Linked DNA regions of Mus musculus: all the other regions are linked to region 3. Evidence: chromatin contacts called from public Hi-C and Micro-C data. All regions are on one chromosome and are shown on one strand. The core of a region is the stretch at or near the end of the contact, and the rest is flanking DNA. Distances in the headings are between cores, read along the strand shown.

The links. Hi-C and Micro-C count contacts between places; a contact is called where the count stands out from the background.
Region 1: a Hi-C map of bone marrow-derived macrophages shows a contact between it and region 3, with 31 read pairs. The contact joins two enhancer-like sites. A contact is called at or near these places in 1 of 15 datasets of contacts at CTCF or cohesin (large pre-B cells), 23 of 484 Hi-C or Micro-C datasets (CD4 T cells, CD8 T cells, the N1E-115 cell line and 14 more), 16 of 115 datasets of contacts at active chromatin or transcription factors (cardiomyocytes, embryonic basal ganglia, embryonic forebrain and 5 more) and 3 of 9 other capture datasets (adipose tissue, embryonic stem cells and liver).
Region 2: a Micro-C map of embryonic stem cells shows a contact between it and region 3, with 1.6 times the contacts expected there. The contact joins the promoter of Neurl1b here to the enhancer-like site in region 3. A contact is called at or near these places in 19 of 39 promoter capture datasets (the 3T3-L1 cell line, 3T3-L1-derived adipocytes, the HPC-7 cell line and 13 more), 1 of 15 datasets of contacts at CTCF or cohesin (large pre-B cells), 18 of 484 Hi-C or Micro-C datasets (CD4 T cells, CD8 T cells, the N1E-115 cell line and 11 more), 9 of 115 datasets of contacts at active chromatin or transcription factors (the HPC-7 cell line, bone marrow-derived macrophages, cardiomyocytes and 4 more) and 5 of 9 other capture datasets (adipose tissue, embryonic stem cells, liver and 2 more).

What each region holds. Positions count from the first base shown.
Region 1 is chr17:26,435,267-26,438,754 of GRCm38.p6, forward strand. Neurl1b (neuralized E3 ubiquitin protein ligase 1B) reads left to right here. Exons shown (of 5, transcript NM_001081656.3): 3 at 3,401-3,488. Among named protein-coding and RNA genes, the nearest start is that of Neurl1b, 22 kb to the left of the region's middle. Within about 2 kb of position 2,040, at least 48 of the 459 cell types and tissues checked have an H3K27ac peak or open chromatin away from gene starts, as enhancers often do. A contact at or near this core is called in bone marrow-derived macrophages, where this site is marked.
Region 2 is chr17:26,413,180-26,416,625 of GRCm38.p6, forward strand. It overlaps Neurl1b (neuralized E3 ubiquitin protein ligase 1B), which reads left to right and starts at 1,680. Exons shown (of 5, transcript NM_001081656.3): 1 at 1,680-1,816. The coding sequence starts at 1,786.
Region 3 is chr17:26,273,887-26,277,519 of GRCm38.p6, forward strand. Luc7l (Luc7-like) reads left to right here. Exons shown (of 10, transcript NM_028190.3): 6 at 1,788-1,964. Among named protein-coding and RNA genes, the nearest start is that of Luc7l, 23 kb to the left of the region's middle. Within about 2 kb of position 2,280, at least 8 of the 459 cell types and tissues checked have an H3K27ac peak or open chromatin away from gene starts, as enhancers often do. A contact at or near this core is called in Th17 cells, bone marrow-derived macrophages, differentiating embryonic stem cells and 2 more, where this site is marked.

The DNA of each region.
Region 1 (3,488 bases), core at 790-3,289, 160 kb after region 3:
CCTGAGTCAAGCCTGAGAAGCAAGACCCAAGGATGATGTCGGGGTAGGGCTGTCAAATGGAGCAATAAAAATCCAGGCCACCTACTTAGATTTGAACGTAAGAGAAACGAAACAGAAAACGTAGCACCAGCACATTCGGCGGCAGTATCTGGGACATGCTCATTCCCACCGATTTGTTTATCTAAAATTCCAGTGTGTGCAGGCTTTATTTCATCTAGCACCACAGGCCTGGGACTGTCTCCACTGCTCCAGAACTCAAGTCAAAGGGGCCTACAGGATGCGCACAGCTTTTGGCCTGGTGGAAATGTATGCCCTGCATCTTCTGCAATGGGTCCAGCTACTACACTGGACGAGCTAGGTCCAGGGTGCAGTTCCCCACTGAGTGGAGAAGCCAGGTTCTAAGAAGGAAAGTGACCAGTCCTGAAGCTCCTGGTCTGCAAGACCGGATTGGTCTGTATTTGGCTCCACAGCTCTCAGCCCTGGCTGTACACGGAGTCCCCTAGGAGATATGGGAAGTCTCTGTTTAGGCTTCACCTAAGCCAATGACAGCAGAGCTGGCTTCCAGCACCCAGCGTACCCAAGGCTCTCAGGTGGCACAGCCTGCAGCTTGGCCCTGCTGTCATTCTGAGGAAGCCCTTTGCATTGGGTGCCCGCCCCTCCCCGCTAGTCACTTTGATTCCTTTAGCGCTCATTATATTTATATTTGTGATCATTGGCTTATGCCACATACATCAGGACTAACACAGAGGGGCCCAGGGATGCTGGCTGGAGGAGAACCATCCCTCTTCCTGGCACAAAGGTGTGAGTCTGAGTGGCTCCCATCCTTCCTCTGCATGTACTCCAATGTCTGGGTCAGATTAAACAAATATCACACCAAAGCCACGTCATCGCAGGCTAGACAGTCTGAAATACTCAGTTGCTTCAATATTATTTAAGGAAGAAAGGGTCACAGCGGTGAGTGGCGAGCGGCAAAGGGTGGAGCCTGGGGAGGCATCTTCCCTTCTCCCTCCTGCTTCCTCCTCAGCTTAGCCATCCTGTGGGCCAAAGGGTCACCTGCTGTAGCAGTCCTCTGGCCTACCAGCTGCTTTTCTGGGTCTCAAGACTTACTGGCCTCATCCCATGCATTATGGTTCACATCCCTATCTCTCGACTTGTGGCTATAGGCAGGGGTTTGGGTAGTAGTGACTGACCAGGTAGAGAGACCCCAACTCCTCAGGTGATAACAGTGAGGATGGGCTATTCTCACCAAGGAAATTTGGGTGTGGGTACAGAAACCAGAGTAGCAGTCCTCCATAGGCCTTGCAAGTCATCATGTACCTGACTGTAAAGACCACAGGCCCTCTACTGCTGAGATAGAAGGCCCTGGATTTTGTGCTGGGTGCACTCATTCTCTTGAATTGTGTACGACAGCACACATAAAACACATGTAAAAGACAGTGCACATGGGGCTGAAGAAATTGCTCAAGCAGTTAAGAGCACTTGCGGCTCTTCCAGAGAACCCAGGTTCTATTCCTGGCACCCACAAGGTGGCTCACAAATATCTGTAATTCCAATCTTAGGGTATCCAACACCCTCTTCTGGCTTCTGTGGGTACCAGGTATATAGTACACACGCGCACACACACACACACACACAAACCACACATGAACATAAAAACAACAAAAATGTTTTAAAAGTACATATAAACACATTTTAAATATATATTCAGCTCTTAGAGCCACACAGGGTGTGGTTGGATGTATGTGTGTGTATGTGTAACATAATCTGAAGATAGTTATGTGTGCATATGTATAAACAGCTGTAGACTTGAACAAGCTGTCATAAAGCAAGACAATGTCCCCTGATCTGAGGACATGAGCAGGACATGGATGCCATCTCTGAACTTCCATGTTAGCCTCGCTTCTGTCTACTGCAACCAAATACCCGAGGCTTCATCAGAAAAGCATGATGCGCCGGCTGCAGGGCCTCTGGGAGCTGCTATTGGGGCGACAGGAGGAACAAGCAGGAGACATAGCATAGTGAAACTAGAAGCCGGAGAGTCGGTGGTCAGGCCTGCTCTCTTCCTAAAAACCTATTCTCACAGGACTGAGTAACTCTTCAGGCCAGCATTTACCCTTGGGGACCAGCACTGCCAATGGGCACCCAGATCCCTGCCCCTCAGAACCTGCAGTACCTCTCAATCTAGCCCCCAACACAGGAACCCCAGAGGACTTTGCAAAGTCTAGAATTCCCAAATGCACACTCCACCCTCCTGCTGCTTACCTGCCTCTCTCTGATACCCCAGCCTTGTACTGAGCCTGCTAGATGGAACTCTTGACTCTCCCCGACTCCTGCTCTCCCAGCAAATAGCACCTCCCACTCAATACACTGGCATCCTCGCTTCCTCTTTTCTCTACTGTCTCCATTCTGTCATGTGCCCTGTCCTTTCTGTTCCTGGTGGCATTGTGGTAAAGAACCCTGAATCTAGACAAGACAGCGTGGTTCTGTGCCTCCGTTCCCATGCTAAATGGCCGTAGTGATCGTTCATGCCTGTCGGTTGCTGTAGTCAATGAGATCCGAGAGCTCAGGTTAGCCTGCCACAGGCTAGGGCCCCAGTGTCAGATTTGCTCTTTAGGTTGATGTTTTGCTTTAAGTAGGGAAACAATAAAGGAACTTTCAATGCCCAGCTGTGCAAATGTATGAAAACCTCTGGAGGGAGAGAGAGAAAAGGACAAAGGAAGAAGCAAGAAGTCGGGCATGGTACATGAACTCCAGAACTTGGAACACTAAGACAGACATCACAAGTTCAAGAACGGGCCGGGCGGGGTGGGAGGAAAGAGGAAGCAGGGTGGAGATGGAAGGGAAAGAAGAACCTTCCAAAGCAGTGGGAGGTTGGGTACAGCAAGGACTGGAGGCTCAGGGAACACAAGCCAGTCCAGCCACCTGCAGCTATAAAGCCAGGGTAACCTGGATGGAAGTCTGAGGTCAGGAAGAGCGTGGGTGAGATCCAGGGGAGCTAGGGATCAGAAGTCAGGCAGATCTGGGGGCCAGGGCCTTACATTTAGGGCAATGGGGTTCTGCCTGACCCGTCTGTGATCTGAGTAGGGCCTGAAGTTTGAGATACGAGATCTAGAGGAGCCGGAGTCTAGAGTCTCATGTCTGAGGTTGCAGGGGTTGGCAATGTAAGCTCCAGGTTTTGAGGTTTGGGAGTTACGGACTGTGAAGTTAGAGGTAGAGGGAATCAGGAGTGTAGGATTTTAGACCTGAGGTTGGAGGTCGGTGGATCTGGGTAATGTGCAGGATCTGAGGTTGCAGGTCAGGGGCAACTGGAGTCCAGGGCCCTTAAGGCTTAAGGGACAAGGTCTGAGGCTTGAGGTCCTGGGTGCCAATTGCCTCTTGATACCTCTCTTCTGTCCCATAGAAAGCACCTTCGCTGACACGCTGACCCCCCTGCGCCTGGGTCAGGCTCGCCTCAGCGCCTGCCCCCCTCCTGGCAGCCACGACGCTGC
Region 2 (3,446 bases), core at 430-2,929, 140 kb after region 3:
TGCTTTAAGCTCATGTTATTTAACACACTAATTTAGAGCTCTGGACCTTCAAGAAGTTCCCTGGTCCTGATTTTTTTTTTTTTCCTGTGTGGTCTGCTGTTGTTGCCACTGACGTGGAAGACATAGCATTTCCCCACAGCACATCCACATGGGGACCGAGAGGCTCAACCTCAGCCTTTCAAATCTACATGTCCTCCCCACCCCGAGACACACACCAGAACAGTTGGGGTGCGGTGGGTTCAGTGGCTGCAGCGAACATCTGGGGAGGTGACTGAAACACAGCCACTTGCTGGAGTGCTCTGAAAGTGGCTTTTTAACAGCAGCTTCCCCACCCTGCCGCCACAAAGTCCTGTTGCCCTGAGCCATTTTATCTAAGTGAAATTCCTCAACTCCTTTTATAGCAATGGCGACCTCTCTAAGGACCCCAGGGTCATACAGAGTGAAGGCCTACCCAGCTAAAGTACCTTTGCCCACCAGAGTTTGGGGTGAAATTTTAAATAACTGAGAGCACTTGTAATTGAGAATTAGAAACTCAGTACAGAATAGGTCTGGCCATGGCTTCCTGGGGAACAACAGAGGAGAGTCTGAGGACAACGAGAAACCAAGGCAGGAGGCGGTCCTCTGAGCACCTCTTTTTACTCCGTTTCAGAGGGAGCTTGCCCTCAGCCACTGGGAGATAGGTTTGGACATCTCGTCTACCCACTGACCCTCGGTTTACCCTGTCTGTGCTGTGGAGGTAATAACCCTGCTTCCTAAACTGACGAGAGTACTGAGTATGGGAGTCTGAAAGTAATGGTTAGGGACTGGGTCTCCTCACAGAGTCATTACACCTCCCCCACCTTGGTGTGTTAGTCTGTGAATTGGACTAGGGGTGGCATGGGCTAGCTGGCCTTTTATAGAAGAGTAGCCAAGGCTGGAAGGTTCTGAGAAAAGATTTATGCGGTGGGAGTGGATGCACCTCCCCCTCTCAGCCCCCTCCCCCCCCCCAACGCCGCCGCCTCGTACCTCCTGGCAACACTACCCACCTCACATGCCACCTCGTTCTCTCAAAAACCCTCAGCCGGCCCTATCTGACACTTCAATGTTATTGTTGGTTTTGACCACTATGTGATCTTGATTGCTAATTTTCTCTTCCTTGAGAGCAGGGACTGCGTCTGGGGCTCAGCAGAGGGCCTGGTACATAGGGTGTGGGCAGTACTTTAATGAAGAAGGCACAGTGAGCTCAAGTCTGGGTCCCGCCCCCCCCCCTAAACAACCACTACATACTGAAGTCTCTCCTCCTAGGTATGCGGCCTAGGGGATGGAGAAGTTCCCCATCCCTACCCCCCACCCCCATCTCACCCTGGATGGACTGTCATGGAGCCCTTGACACTGTCTGGCGTGACCTGCATGTGTGCGCGTCGTCCCTGAGTCGAGGCACCACCCAAAGTGGCCGAATGCCTGGACAAGGACTCGGCACCCGGCGACCCATCCCGATTGGCAAAAAGAGCAAGGTCGGTGCGCGCGGGAACGACGAGGGCAGGAGGCCAGCCCCGCCTCTCCAGCGCGCTACCGGTGCAAACTTTCAAAAGACGCGGCGGCGGCCCCAGCCCCGCCCAAGCACGGTTGGTGGCGGGCGCGGGGGCGGGGCGGGCGCGCCCGGGCCGGTGGCTCCGCCTCCTCCCGCCGCCGCCCGCGCCGCCCATCTGCCGCCCGCCGGTCGCCGGTGCAGCGGCAATGCCCCGCAGCCCGGCCGCGGCCCCCGGCCCGCCCAGCTAGCCCCGCGCCGCGAGTCTCGGAGTAGCGATGGGCAACACGGTGCACCGGACCCTGCCAGGTACGCCCGGAGCCGCGCCCCGAAGTGGCGCGGAGCGCCTGGTCCTCCCCGGGTCGTCGCAGCCGCGGAGCCCGGGTGCAAGCCAGAGCCTGGTTGCCGGAGCCCGAGCCCCGGAGCCGCACCCCTGCAGGGATGTGCGGACCCCTCCTGGTTTTCCTGGCCTTGGCCGTGCGCCCCACGCCTTTGTTCCAGCCGGAGGTCGCTAATGAGCGAGCCGGAGGGAGGTATCGGGGCTTCCCCCGGCCGGAACCCTTCAGGGGGGTTGCAGGGCGCGGGTGTCCCGGGTCTCCGCGTACAGTCCACAGGCGCCCCCGGCACACGTGCTAGTTCTTGGCGGCGTTCCCACGCGCGCCCGGCTGCGCCCCGTTCGGGTGTCCGTTCTGTTGGGGGCCCTCCCAGCCCCATCTGAGCCATTGCTGTGGGGCGCATCGCCCCCTAGTTAAAAGCGCCCTAGAATTTCCTAGACCCGAGAAAGGCGGTGGGCGAGGGGCGTGGGGCGGGCGTGCGGAGGCCGGGGGACGCCACGCCTCGCTGAAAATACCTAGTGATGGTGGAACATGTCAGCGCGCCGAGGCTGTCACTGCCTGTCTGCAAAGAATCGTCCTCCTAAGAAAAGACACCCCGATTTTACACAAGAAGTTTAACCTCAGTACAGGAGAAATGACCCGGTGACAGGCAGTGGTGGGAGACTGCATGGGCCCTGTCAGCCTGTCTGCCCCGCCCCTCACCCCCACTGTGTCCCAAGTCTTCAGAAGTGTTTGGGCATAAAACTGGGCATTCGGCATTCGCAGCATCCTTAAGCAGAGGCTCTCTCTCTCTCTCTCTCTCTCTCTCTCTCTCTCTCTCTCTCTCTCTCTCTCTGTGTGTGTGTGTGTGTGTGTGTGTGTGTGTGTTGGGGGAGGGTAGTTCAGAGAAGAAGCAAGTTGGCTGTAGGTCAGATTTAGCACAGCCCAGCTGACACCCCATCTCTGTTCTGACACCCCCACAGCCCTTCCTCCGGCAGTTATCCTAATAGAGTTGTCTCTTCCCCTGGAAGGGATTGGACCAACCTGAGACCTAAGGACCACTGGGGAGACAGACAGCCCCTTCTACTAACAAGCCCCTGGGTGGCTTTTACTGGATCATTCCTAAGGTCAGCCAGGTGGAGTCACAGGCTGGTCAGCTTCAGAGGTGGCTTTGGAACCTGGGTCTGTACTAGACAGAGTGATAACCGCTTCTTGCTAGGCTGAAGAGACCCAGCCACCGATCTGGAGGGACCTGAGGTCACATCAGAGATGGCAGTCACAGAAGCCCATGACGGAGACACAGTACATACTCAACTAGAATTCCTGTGCTATTCTGGTTGGTTTTTTAAAAAGCCATTCTGCCACCTGTGGGTCACACTTGGAGCAAGGCAAGGGACAGGCTGTCTCACCAGGTGCTCACACATTGCTGGGGTGCCCATTCCCCTGGAGTCTGATGCTGTGGGTGGAGCACTCTAGGCTGGGGGCTCAGAGTCAAGGCAGGTCACCTCATGCTGTGTGGGAACCTCCTACCCTCAGTGAGGAGGCACATCAGATAACAGGTGCCCAAAATGTAAAGACTTATATATTGTTTTTAGATCCACCTGCCATTGGCTTCTGGCATCTTT
Region 3 (3,633 bases), core at 1,030-3,529:
CATCCGCTTCTGTGTTTGCCAGGTACTAGCAAAGCCTCGCAGGAGACAGCTATATCAGGGTCCTGTCAGCAAAATCTTGTTGGCATTTGCAATAGTGTCTGGGTTTGGTGGTTGTTTATGGGATGGATCCCAGGTAGGGCAGTCTCTAGATGGTCCTTCCTTCAGTCCCTGCTCCAAACTTTGTCTCTGTAACTCCTTCCATGGGTATTTTGTTCCCACGAATGCTTTTCTTCAATGATTTTGCAGCAGTTTTTTTTTTTTTTTTAAAGATTTATTTATTTATTATATGTAAGTACACTGTAGCTGTCTTCAGACGGGCGTCAGGTCATGTTACAGATGGTTGTGAGCCACCATGTGGTTGCTGGGATTTGAACTTCGGACCTTCGGAAGAGCAGTCGGGTGCTCTTACCCACTGAGCCATTTCACCAGCCCCTTTGCAGCAGTTTTTAACTGGAGTTCAAGTACTAGTTACAGTGTTCCTGATTTCTTTCTGTTTGATGTATTTTGCTTTGAGGCAGAATGAGAGATTTTTCTATATACATTTTTTTTTTTTTTTTGAGACAGAGTTTGTCTGTATAGCCCTGGCTGTCCTGGAACTCACTTTGTAGACCAGTCTGGCCTTGAACTCAGAAATCCACCTGCCTCTGCCTCCCGAGTGCTGGGATTAAAGGCGTGTGCCACCACCGCCCGGCTTCTATATACATTTTAGTATTCTTGGAGGATGCATCTTATGTGTTGTGTACTTTTCTCTTCAAGGAAAGTGTTGGTGATTGGGCCTTTTCACCGGAACTTTTAGACCTGCATTTGATATAGCCTGGATATTAGGACACAATTGCTACGACTGCTCTAGTTTTTGCTTACTTTTAAAATATTTATTTTAATTCTGTCTGAAGGGCTATATGCATGTGAGTGTAGGTTGCTGAAATGAACTAGAGGCATTGGATTGCCCTTGAGTTGGAGTTATTGGTAGTTGCGAGCTGCCTACCATGAGTGCTGGGAATTGATCTATTTCAGTTCTTCTGCATGAACAGTATAGATTCTTTTGCTGCTGTTCTTTTGAGATAGGGTTTTTCTGGGTAACAGCCCTGTGGCTGTCCTGGAACTCATGTTGTAGATCAGGCTGACTTCAAATTCACAAAGATTCACCAGCTTCTGCCTCCTGAGATTAAGTGTCTGTGACCACACCCTGGGAGCAGCATACAGTCTTGAGTACAATCTCTCCAGCTCAATTTTTTTTTTCAAGTTAAAAAAATATGTATTTGGGTGTTGTCTTTATTGGTGTATTTATTACTTGTGTTTAGTGTTCTCAGAAGCCAGAGAAAAGCACCAGACCTGTCACTGGTGTCACGGAGGGATGATTGTTAGTCTCCCGTGGCTGCGGGAGCCACCCTAGGTCGTCTTCAGCCCCAGGCTTTATTAGATTTTGGGATCTCTTCCCTATTCTTGTTCAGAAACATATCTTCCCTGCTGATCTCTGAGAACAGTCCTTATCTCCATGTTTGAATTGTCTTTGTTTCTTTTGATGAGACATAAATGTTTTTTGTTTGTTTGTTTGTTTTTTCATTTTTCAAGACAGCTGTGTGACTGTCCTGGAGCTCAGAGAACTACCTGCCTTTAATGTTAGTTAAAAAAAAAAAGTGAAATTGAAGTTTCCAACATAACCTAAAGCTGAACAACCCAGTTTCAGTATGTAGTAAAACGTCGCCTATGTTTCAGGTTTTGCCACTTGGACGACCTTTGCAGTGTGACAGTTCTGAAATGCCTCATCTTTATGTTTTCCCCCATAGGAAGAATATAGAAATTCCATGCCTGCATCCAGTTTTCAACAGCAAAAACTCCGTGTTTGCGAGGTTTGTTCAGCTTACCTTGGTCTCCATGACAATGACCGTCGGCTTGCAGACCACTTCGGGGGCAAGTTACACCTGGGGTTCATTCAGATCCGGGAGAAGCTTGATCAGTTGAGGGTAATGTTAATATATTTTGTTTCTGCAGAGCTCCTGGGAGTCTGGTTACTTTTAGCTTTAATTTTAAAAAGTTATCTGTATTCTTTAAGTTGGATTTGGACATGTTTCTGTGTTGTTTGTTTCTTTTTGTTTTGTTGTTTGTTTGGGTGCGAGAAGCAGGTGTGGCGGCGAGGGCCAAGTTGGTTGCTGCCTCGCCCGAGCATGCGCAGTGAGGCTGTATGCGTGGGCTGCCTGCCAGGCTGGACTGTTCCTCGAGATCCCGACCTGTCAGCCTGTCGGTGACTGACCTGAGCTCGTGCCTGGAGCGTGTGTGAATTCTGATTGGATGAGGTGGGGTGGAGCTGGATGAAGTCAGTAGGCACGAGTAGAGGAGTTTTGGGTACAGCCCTTGCCTTGAGTAGAAGCAGCTGTTTTAAGAGAAGCAGTAGTAGAAGCTAGCTGCTGTAAGTAAAGCTGCAAGAAGGAGTAGAAGAAGCAGCTGATGGGGAAGAGAGCTGTAGGGGAAAATCCCTAAGTAAAGAAGCTGCTGCGTGAACCCAAGTCAGTAGCCTCGGGCGACAAGGGCTCGAAGGACCTGTAGCATTTGGGTTTTGTTTTTTATTTTTGATTTATTTTAACTTATTTATCTTCATTTTATGTACATTGGTGTTTTGCTTATGTCTGTGTGAGATTATCGGATTCCCCGAAACTGGAGGTATAGACAGTTACGAGCTGCCATGTAGGTGGTGAGAATCGAACCATGGTCTTCTGGAAGAGAGGCTGGTGCTTTTCTTTTTTTTTTTTTTTTTTTTTTTTTTTGGTTTTTCAAAAGACAGGGTTTCTCTGTGTAGCCCTGGCTGTCCTGGAACTCACTCTGTAGACCAGGCTGGCCTCGAACTCAGAAATTCGCCTGCCTCTGCCTCCCGAGTGCTGGGATTAAAGGCGTGGCCCAAAATTGCCTGACATATTTCTGGGTTTAAAAAAAGAAAAAGTTTCATTTTATGTGTGGGAGAAGTAATTTGTCTGCATGCATATGTTTGTGTACCATATTCTTGCAGTGCCTCTGGAGGCCAGAAGAGGGCAACAGATCCCTAGGAGTTAGAGCCAGTTTTTACTCACATGTGGGCTCTAAAGTTCTAGGTCCCATGGCAGAGCAGCTTACCTGCTGAACTGTCTGTTCAGTCCCATTCTTTCCTTTGTGTTCTCACTGTCCTCTCATCCTCCCTCCCTCAGCATTATTGGTGTGTGTAGAGGTTCTTGACACATTCAAGCTAACTTAAGTTGATGCTGATTTGGTGGTAGAGGTTCTCAGAGCCTCCTGCTTCTGTTGCATATAGGATCAAGCTTGATGAATTGTGCTGATATTATCATAGCACACACCAAATCAAAAGGGAGCTGTTTTCTGGGTACCTACATCTCTACTCCCAACAGCAGGGTGCTATTGCTTTTGGTCTGAGTTAAGTTTCTTTAACTAACATTTCTTACTACAAAGCTTATGGAGAGGCTGTAGGAGGAACAGTTTATGGCTTGGTTTGAAACATTGTGATTTAAGCCCTGTGTCTTAGAAGTTCAGCCCCTTTTCTGTAATTTGTCACCAAATGTAGAAAATGATGGTTAATTTTTTTTTCATGTGTTCTGTTAGCTTTTAACTGAGTAGAATATTGTTTCCTAAAAGCTGTTGCTTCTCCTT